Linked DNA regions of Neogale vison: region 1 is linked to region 2. The links are chromatin contacts, called in public Hi-C maps. All regions are on one chromosome and are shown on one strand. Each heading gives the region's core, a stretch centred on a gene start, on an enhancer-like site or on the middle of the called end of the contact. The rest is flanking DNA. Distances are from core to core; before and after follow the strand shown. Region 1 has its middle 170 kb from the start of JMJD1C. Region 2 overlaps JMJD1C (probable JmjC domain-containing histone demethylation protein 2C).

Region 1 (5,046 bases), core at 1,340-3,839, 460 kb before region 2:
GGGTTGGAGACATGGATCTAGTTCCCGCCCATGAAAGGTGAGAAGTGTCTTCTATCACTTCTGGGTCCAGGTCCTCAGACCCAGGGGGTGTCCTTCAGTTCTCCCATTCCTTGTGCAGTGACTTTGGAAGCCATGTGTTAATATGGGAACATCACAAGATGGAGGCGCTTGGAATCTGAGTGGAAGAAAACCTCTACTGACACCTCATTTTGTGTGGGCAAGAAATAAATATTTGCTGGGTAAAGCCCCTGAGATTTAGAGCTGGTCCATTATAGTAGCTAGTGGGTAGTTATCCAGACTAACAGTAACCAAATGTCTCAGTGTTGCCCATGCTATAGTTGTTCTAGCGCTAATAATTGCACAGTTGCAACTTACCGTTAAAAAGAACCAGTAAGTCTGGAGTAGTCCTATACAGCTGGGGTCTGTCCTGACCATGGCCGTGTCTATTCTGATTATGCCCTTGCTTTCTCATTTGGTAAACATCATATATCACACTGCTTATGGGGAAACCCTATCTCCTTGTGTCCTTTGATATGTACTGTGAGTACTTAACAATGTAACATGTATTTTTAAGTTATAAGCCAGAAACTGTAAATTAATGGATCAAATCCGAGAGACTTACTCTATACATGAGATAAAAAGAGGAAAAAGCTTAAATACAGGGAAAGAAAATGAGACCAACTTAGAAGAAAGAAGAAATAAAGTATTTATGTCTTGAGTTAGTAAGATCAAGAGGAAACAACTGAAAAGAGAAAATGGTTATATATCCATGGGAGAGGAAATGTATTTACATGTAGGTACCCTTTAGTTATTTTAGTCTGTAAAATCATGACATTCCAAGGAAAGATACCATTTCCTCTTGCTTCTTAGTAATTTACCTGTGCCTCTTTGTTATATGCCCATCACTTGAATACACTTTGAACAATTGTAATGTATTTCATATACATTCCTGAAGTTACAATTTGTGTTTCATACACTGGTAAAATAGGAAAAGAGGTCATCTAACCACTAACATGAATGTTTTAAAAGATTATATCCCATTTTCATTTGATTCTCTCTCAAGATAAAAAGATTGCCTTTAGCATGCAGGGAACAAAACCCTCAAATTGTTCTTGTCCTTTCTGGACTTATTGTTGCAATTATCATACTACCATAGAATACATAGGTATCCAAATAGTGCATATTACCTTAGATAAATCTTTAATATTTAATTATATATTAAAATGATATTTAATTTCATATGCTGAGAACATAAAAAGCTACCATTGTTACAGAATGGAAACTAGAATTCCGAAGTTTAAAAATGTATTCCGTTTATAACCTGCTTTCCCTACAAGACTAACAACATGAAATCAATTTTTTTAGCATTGACTTAGATAATAAAGTTATTTTTAACCAATAAAAGGACAGTTCCGTTAACTCCCAACCCAAGAGCTGATTGAGAACCTGAATGTGAGTAAAGCTATTTTCCTGAAACTCACCCTCCCATTGAATGCTTAACCAACTGAGCCACCCAGGTGCCCCTCCGTGGGCATTTCTGTATTCAAATACCTTTCGGGTCTATTGTACATTGCTGCAGCTTACCACATATTTTTAAATATAGTGATCCTCTGAACAGCTCTGTGAGATAGAGAAGACAAATTCTTATATTCATAAGGTCCATGAGCCTAGCATACTGTCTTCAAGTTGAATTCAGTCCATAGACCTGTATGTCTATTTTATGACATTCATAAACTTTTTTGGAGTTAGTTGCCAATATTTAAAAGTTTCAGACTTTCACACTTTAAAAAAAATTTTTTTTTAATTTAAAAAACTTGGGGCACCTGGCTGGCTCAACTGGTAGAGCAAGTGACTCTTGATCTCCGGGTTATAAATTCCAGCCCCACCTTGGGTGTAGAGATTACTTAAACCTATAATCTTAAAACAGAAACTAAAAGAGTCTTGCTGTCGCAGAGGCCCACATTCCCAAGTGGTAACAAGTGGCTTCAGCTGCAGTGGGTAGAGGCCGCCCCATTTTTGAGGGCTCTTTCTCTCCAATTCACTTCGATCCTCACTGCTATTAACCCCCCCAAGACGGATAACGGAATCGGTTGCCACTATCTTGTTTGGCAGGCCTCCTTCTCGCTAAGTGTCACCCGCCTGGCCTCTGGGGTGTGTGGGAAAAGGATTCAGCCAGGTCACCCCAGTCAGCCCAGGAACGGTGGGGGTATGCCGCTCAGAGCCGAGGTTAGTGGTGCTCGTTGGAAATGCACACAGCTGGATTTGGAGATAACTTACTAGGTTAAATATGGAAAAGAACTTCACACATCATCTCAAACTCCTCACTGTACAGAAGAGGAAACTGAGGTCCCAGGGGGCCCCGTGACTTGTGCCGTATCACACCGCGAATTCACAGAAAAGCCCAGCTCAGAGCCCAGGTCTTTTAACTTCGAACTGAATCCCCTGGAAAAACAGAAACAGGAGAAAAAAAAACAACTGCAGAGAAAGGAAGGAGAGTAGGGACGAGCTCTCCCTTCCCCCTCCCCCAGGCTGTGGCGAGCAGCCAACGGCAGCTCACTGCATATTTAATTTAAACCTTTGTCTGCCCTGGCAAGGACAAAGTACAATCTGTTTTATGTAAAAAGTCTTCCCTGAGGAAAGCCTCGGCCTCCAGCTGCGAAACTGATTGATGTTCCTGAAGCCCCCGGGAACCTCGGCTGGGATCCGAGGTTGTGGTTTCCAAAAAAAGAGTTTGTGAAAAGGGAAGCGCTGAAAACAAATTTTTTTTTCCTTCATTGTGTTTCTCTCAATCTGGGAGAACTACACTGCAACATGGGGGGGGAGGGCATGCAAATAAAGACTATATTTTTTTTTAAAGGAGCTTTCGGAGTTCCACAGGGGAGGGGCTCCGGAGGCAATCTGCTGGGGGAGGAAGACAGGAGATGTGTCTGGAAGCTTTATTTGCATAGCAAGCACTCTGCTTTACTTAGATCGCCCCTTCCAATCAATAAAGATAGCAAAATGTTCTAAAGATGCTTTAGCCACACTTGGCAGAAGACCCAAATACTTGTATTTCAAATACAAAGATGTTTTTATTTAAAATGGGTGTGAAATGTTCTAATAGAGATTAAAATCCATGTTATTTTGAGAGTTTTGTGATATTCCTGATACCCCGTTAAGGAGACCCGGATCTGGGGTGACGCTTCTGGCGACTCCAAGGCCAGTTTTGAAATCCAGTCCTTGAGTTGCCTCAGAGTGCTCCTGGACAAGGCAGGGTCAGGGCATCTCCTGCCAGGCTTCTGTTCCATCCCCAGAGATGTTGACACCAACTTGGGGCCCCACACGCAGACAGCACCGAAGGGCTCAGCCTCAGCGTGAGAAAAATCTACAACAGTTCTGAAGCTAAGATGAACCCAGAGGACCAGCCTTCTCCACTGGCCCTAAGTCTCCCCTGGAGCAGAGTGCGCGGCAGTCTGAGAGGCGAACAAGGGTTAGGATTCAAGGGCCTGCCTTCACCTTGTGGCTCCGTGGGGGGCTGAACTTCAGCTTTGAGCCAGAACAAAGCCACTGCCAGGTCAGGGCTAAGGAGCTGGGGCCGATCTTGGGATGGTGCCAGGACCCAGAAACCACTGCCATGAGCCACCAGCTGGCTCTGGTCCCAGGACCATGTGCAGCTGCCCAGCAGGCCAGACTGGGCCTGCAGACTGGCGCCGAGCCAACGGCCCCATTAGGCCTCCCGGGCTCGGCTCCCGTCAGGCTCACACCCAATGGCCCATGTACTTTGGCATCAGCGTGCCTCTAGGTGTATTCTGAGGTGGCTGAATAGACCTTCAGAAAAGCCGCGTGACCTGCTGGGTTCTTACGGTTCTGGACACGACCCCATTGTTCTAAAAATCCACAGAGGTCAAGATGGGGAGTGGGAACTCTCTGAAGCTTGTTGGCCTAAACAAAAGGAAAGAATCAACTACTTCCCTTAACTCTGCGTGCTCTGCGTACTCTGACAAGAACAACCCAGACACCACTGGCTGTGCAAATAGAAATCCCACCTCTTACTCCCGAGCCAGTGGAGGCAAATCAATGAATGGCCATATACACAGCTGTTTCTAGATGTGCTTCCCAGTGTCTTGAGCATTACGCTTTACCAAGAGCATTAATGGCAATGCAATCATATTGAGAAAAGGCTGAAAGGGGAGAAATTTTGATTAAAAAAAAAATTATAGTATTCCTTGTATATACTAGATCATTTTCTGTATCAGTGGCTATTCTCCAAAGCAACTGGTCCTACTGACCCCCTGGACACTCTGTTCCAAAAGATCAAGCTTCTTCTTCCCCTAATTTTGTTCCCTTCCAAACTCGTTAGGCCCTCTCCAGCTTGGGTCCAAATCCCACCGTCTTAACCAGCTGTATACCTAGTCCATCTTCACATTCTCCTCTCATCCGGGAGAATCCTGTACAATCTTTTGGTAAACTGTGGCCTTAGGCACGCTCTTTAATGAGAATAAAGGTCAGCATCCTACCATGTGGCCAGCAGGATCAGTCCTATGGAGAGTAGCCCAGTAGGGCTTGCTCTATAAAGACAAATAAGAAGAGATCTCTATGCTAGGGAAGCTTATAATCTAGGCGAGGCCATGGATATGCTGCTTAACAAGGTGATAAGTGGAAGCCAGCAGTGTGAACCAAGTGCTAGGGGATCAGAGGCAGCAGTGATTAATTATGCTGGGTGTGGGGATTAAAGATCTGGGACTGCTTCCCAGAGAGAGTAATGGTTGAGCTGAAACTTAAAGGATAAGCAGGCTTTGATCAGGAGGAAATTTAGTGGGCAGAGCGCTCAGCAAGATGCCTTCCGGGAAGAGCCATGGTGCAGAGACTTCCAGACGCTGAGAAGTGATGATGTACGAAATGTCAGGAGCGCGCAAGACCCTCCATCCGCTACAGCTGAAGTTTCTGGTATAATGTCAGCGTGACACAAGAGAGAACCAAGAGTTAGCTTAGGCCAGAGGATGACGACCTTGGAAAACAACTCCGTGGACGTTATCCTGAAGGCAGTGGTGAAGCAAGTGAAGGGTT
Region 2 (5,276 bases), core at 2,190-4,689:
AAACATTCCTTAAGCATGTAATGAGAGTTTTAAATATCAACACGGAGATAAATGTCACCAAATATTGGGCACCTGGGTGGCCCAGTCATTAGACATCTGCCTTCAGCTTGGGTCATGATCCCAGGGTCCTGGGATTGAGTCCGGTGTCAGGCTCCCTGCTTGTAGGGGAGTCTGTTTCTCCCTCTTTACCTTGTCCTACTTGGTTCTCTCTCTCTCTCCCTTTCTCTCTCAAATAAATAAATAAAATCTTAAAAAAAAAAAAAGGTCACCAAATACTCAGAACGAGAAAAACAGCATATTTATTGATATATAAAAAATTAATTTTGTTGCACTTCCATACCTCCCAAGGTTTTTGTTTGTTTGTTTGTTTTTTAAGATTTTTATTTATTTGACAGAGAGAGATCACAAGTAGGCAGAGAGACGCACAGAGAGAGAGGGGGAAGCAGGCTCCCTGCCAAGCAGACAGCCCCATGTGGGACTCGATCCCAGGACCCTGAGATCATGACCTGAGCTGAAGGCAGAGGCTTAACCCACTGAGCCACCCAGGTGCCCCCCATACCTCCCAAGTTTAATGATCCAGCAGTGTTTTATAGCTTAGTGAAACGTAGTACAAGTGGGCTTTGAAAATAAAATCTTCTCTCTATTCAAAGTAAATGGTTATATTGAAAAAGTTTGTTATTTTTGACAAGAAATATTGGCAAATGAACTTGATATTTCTGTTTCTAGTTACTGTACTTTAACATTCTGGTTTTTGTATTAGCAGTATACTTTTAGTGTTAGAATGACTGGAAATCTGATGAACTGGGCTTTCTGTACATTTATAAGTTAAAGGCAGTGATTTCAAGATCTACATTCAGTAATAACAAATCTTTGCAAATGACAAGTTTGATGCTGATTGATTTTCTCCATCATATGGAAAAATCCACATAATTATGTTAGTTATTTGTCTGAATATTTTTCATAAGATGCATTTAGAAAAAGTCATATGCTTCATAAATATACATTATAGTCTTGTGATGATACTGTATTTAGCTTTTTCTAGTAACTGAAGTCTGATGTATTTTGTTATTGTTGTTAAATAGAATTCTCCCAGTCCTTGGTTACATCAACCCACCCCTGTGACTTCAGCAGATGGTATTGGATTACTTAGTCACATTCCTGTCAGACCTTCCAGTGCAGAGCCTCATCGGTCTCTTAAAATTACAGCACATTCCAGTCCACCATTGACAAAAAGTTTAATAGATCACCATAAAGAGTAAGTTCCCTAATGCCTAAAACTTAGAAATACTTTGTCTTGGGGTGCCTGGGTGGCTCAGTTGGGTAGGTGTCTGCCTTTGGCTCAGGTCATGATCCCAGGTGGGATTGAGCCCGGCATCTGGCTTACTGCTCAGTGGGGAGCCTGCTTCTCCCTCTCCTGCCTGCTGCTCCACTTGTGCTCTGAAAACTTTGTCTTTTATAGTTTTTCTTAATTCACGTTCTAAACAGGTTATTTTAAATTAATAAACATCTTAAAAGTAAGCTTTGAATGAGTACTGTTGTTTCCATTTTTATATATTTTCTAATTTACTCAGGAGTATTAAAGTAAATGCAAAGTTGTGTTTTACTTTCATAATATCGCATAGATGCTATCTTCGTATCATTCAAAAAAAATTATAGAAACCTTTATGTGTATTTTCTTTACAGTGAATTAGAGAGGAAAGCTTTTATTGAACCTTTACGTTCTGTTGCATCCACATCAGCGAAAAATGACTTGGATCTAAATAGGTCACAGACTGGAAAAGATGGTTTATTGCACAGACATTTTGTGGATCCAGTACTGAATCAATTACAGAGACAACCCCAGGAGACTGGAGAGAGATTACACAAGTATAAGGAGGAACACCGTCGAATCCTTCAAGAAAGTATTGATGTTGCTCCCTTTACAACTAAAATCAAGGGGCTTGAGGGTGAGAGGGATAATTATTCCAGAGTACCATTGTCATCTTCTAGCCCTAAAAGCCATGTCATCCTCAAACAAGACAAAGATGTAGAGTGTTCAGTATCAGATCTTTATAAAATGAAGCACTCAGTGCCTCAGAGTTTGCCCCAAAGTAACTATTTCACTACATTATCTAATAGTGTGGTCAATGAACCACCAAGGTCATATCCATCCAAAGAGGTTTCAAATATTTACACTGAAAAACAGAGTAATTCTGTTGCAGTAGCAGCTAATCCTCAAACTCTGACTTCATTTATTTCATCTCTTTCAAAGCCTCCACCTTTAATTAAACACCAACCAGAAACTGAAGGTTTAGTAGGCAAGATACCAGAACATCTTCCCCATCAAATTGCTTCTCACTCAGTAACCACTTTCAGAAATGATTGTAGGAGTCCTACCCATTTGACAGTTTCTTCTACAAATGCACTCCGGAGCATGCCTGCTTTACACAGAGCACCAGTATTTCATCCACCAATCCATCACAGCCTGGAAAGAAAGGAAAGCAACTATAGTAGTCTTTCCCCTCCAACTTTAACCCCAGTCATGCCTGTAAATGCTGGTGGGAAAGTTCAAGAATCACAAAAGCCTCCAACTCTAATTCCAGAGCCGAAAGACTCTCAGGCACATTTTAAGAGTTCTTCTGAACAAAGTTTGTCAGAAATGTGGAAATCTAATAATAACCTCAGTAAAGAGAAAGCTGAATGGCATGTAGAGAAAAGCAGTGGAAAGTCACAGGCTGCTATGGCATCTGTCATTGTACGTCCACCATCTCGTACAAAACTTGAGAGTGTGCCAGCAATGCAGTCAGGTTCCAAAGATCGAGTTAGTGAAAGATCTTCAACTGGGGCAAACCAGACAGATTGCCTCAAACCAGCAGAAGCTGGAGAGACTGGAAGAATCATTCTGCCAAGTGTGAATTCAGACAGTGCTCACATAAAATCTGAAAAAAATGTCCAGGCTGTCTCACAGGGCAGTGTTCCCAGTTCAGTCATGTCTGCTGTAAATACAATGTGTAATACCAAAACGGATGTATTCACATCTGCTGCCACTACCACTAGTGTTTCCAGCTGGGGTGGTTCAGAAATAATTTATTCTTTATCAAATACCATTTTGGCCTCTAAATCCTTAGAATGTACCTCTTCAAAAAGTGTCAGTCATTCAGTGGCTCAAATACAAGAATGCAGGGTCAGCACCACAGCTCCAGTTACACCAGCCAGTAGTCAGACAGGAAGTGCTGCTCAGCCCAGTTCTGGGTTCTCAGGCACAACTGATTTTATCCATTTAAAAAAGCACAAGGCAGCATTGGCTGCAGCTCAGTATAAAAGTAGTAATGTCACTGAGACTGAACCTAATGCTGTGAAAAATCAGACATCTACAACCTCCCCTCTCTTGGATAGCACTGTAGTCTGTAGTACAATAAACAAAGCAAACTCTGTAGGAAATGGGCAAGCATCCCAGACAAGTCAACCTAACTACCATACTAAGCTGAAAAAGGCCTGGCTTACTAGACACTCAGAGGAAGATAAAAATACTAATAAAATGGAAAATTCAGGGAATTCTGTATCAGAAATTATTAAGCCATGTTCTGTCAATTTAATAGCCTCTACATCTAATGATATACAAAATAGTGTAGATAGTAAGATCATAATTGATAAATATGTAAAAGATGATAAAGTCAGTAGGAGAAAAGCCAAAAGAACTTACGAATCTGGCTCTGAAAGTGGAGACTCAGATGAAAGTGAAAGCAAGTCAGAGCAAAGGACTAAGAGGCAACCTAAGCCAACTTACAAAAAGAAGCAAAATGATTTGCAGAAGAAAAAAGGTGACATAGAAGAAGATTTAAAACCCAATGGGGTGCTCAGCAGGAGTGCCAAAGAAAAAAGTAAACTGAAATTGCAGAGCAACAGTAATAGTGGTAAGTTGCTTTTTTTTTTTTTTTTTTTTTTTAAATCTTAGGTAAAGTGGGCTGTATGTTCTTGAAATAATGTTATCTAAAGAAATAAGGGTGTCTTTCTCGAAAGATTAGTGAGCTAAAAGGCATCTTTTGACTTTGTTTGCATGTCCTTGTCTATTGTATGTGCTCATTGACCTCATTTCTGCATTTTACAAGTATCTGTAAAAGGAAATGAGAGAAGACCTGTCTCTTCATTTTTAATAGACTTGTAGATATATGTTTTACCTAGCATTCATATTGACAAAAAGCCAATGTGTAATTTAGTAGTTATTCAGAATTTTGACCATTTCTAAGAACTGTTGAAATCACACCAAAAGAGGATTCCTTATAATTAAGAATCCTTTACCATGATGTAGTTATAAAAGAAATCCTATTCACATGTACTTCCTTTAAGTCACATTTTTAGAAGAAAATTGCTTTAGTTAATGTGGATGTGGCTCTATTTCTCTTACCTGGTATCAAAAGTTTATTGAAATTACCTTCTATTTAACTAATATTGCTACTCACTGAGGAAGTTCTTAACAGTGGGCTAAATAAAAGGAAGGGATTGTGGTTTTGTGTGCTCATTTCTGTATTCAAGAAGAATTTTCATAAGTAAACGTTTCAAAACTGATAATATTTACATTTTGTTTGTAGCCTTAGCGGGACAAAAGAAGTTGTGCTTGTCAGTAGTATACACTACAAAGTGTTTCTATGTTTTTACTCTAGAAGTGGTTTTTCTCAGTTTGCTTATTTCTTTTTAGGTATATTACACAATGCAGAAAGCACTTAATAGTTCACTATACCTGTGTATTCATCCACATACAGGATAGGAAATATGTGACAGTGTGGACATTCAAAAAGTACTTTCACAAGCATTTGGATGCTTGAAGCCTCTTATTTGGGCCTTTTCACTGAATGAGGTTTTTTTATATGCCTGTGTAGAAGCCAGAGGCAAAGTGAAGGAGAGAAAAACAGGAGGATGGAATCATAGAAAAGGACAGTCAGAAAGTAAAAAACCAAAGGAAAACAAGCTCAACTAGAGACAGAGAGACTGACAGACTAAATGCAAACATAGTCAGAAGAAAGAAAGGGACATTGACATTGGAGAATACAGGATACATGCCATTTATTTGACTTTTGGATTGTGTACAGTGTTGTTTTTTCTTTCTCATGTGTTCTACTTCCCCAGTGAATTCTTAAGAGACGTAGTGTGGTCAGTAATTGTTTTCTTTTCTGTTTCATGTAACATTTCCTTTGTTTGGTATTGGGTATACAAATACTTGAGTTAAATTTACAGAAAATGGAGATAGGAATCTTCCAGCTTCTAACACTTAGAAAGCTCTTGTGACATTAAATTTATAA

What was found. A called contact is a pair of places that touch in the nucleus more often than the background predicts.
Region 1: a contact with region 2 is called in a Hi-C map of muscle, with 4 times the contacts expected there. The contact joins two enhancer-like sites. A contact is called at or near these places in 2 of 3 Hi-C or Micro-C datasets (fibroblasts and muscle).

What each region holds. Positions count from the first base shown.
Region 1 is chr2:178,469,899-178,474,944 of ASM_NN_V1, reverse strand. No RefSeq gene overlaps it. Among named protein-coding and RNA genes, the nearest start is that of JMJD1C, 170 kb to the right of the region's middle. Within about 2 kb of position 2,589, the one cell type or tissue checked has open chromatin away from gene starts, as enhancers often do. A contact at or near this core is called in fibroblasts, where this site is marked.
Region 2 is chr2:178,015,329-178,020,604 of ASM_NN_V1, reverse strand. JMJD1C (probable JmjC domain-containing histone demethylation protein 2C) reads left to right here. Exons shown (of 26, transcript XM_044239615.1): 9 at 1,083-1,255; 10 at 1,684-3,893. Among named protein-coding and RNA genes, the nearest start is that of NRBF2, 88 kb to the right of the region's middle. Within about 2 kb of position 3,439, the one cell type or tissue checked has open chromatin away from gene starts, as enhancers often do. A contact at or near this core is called in fibroblasts, where this site is marked.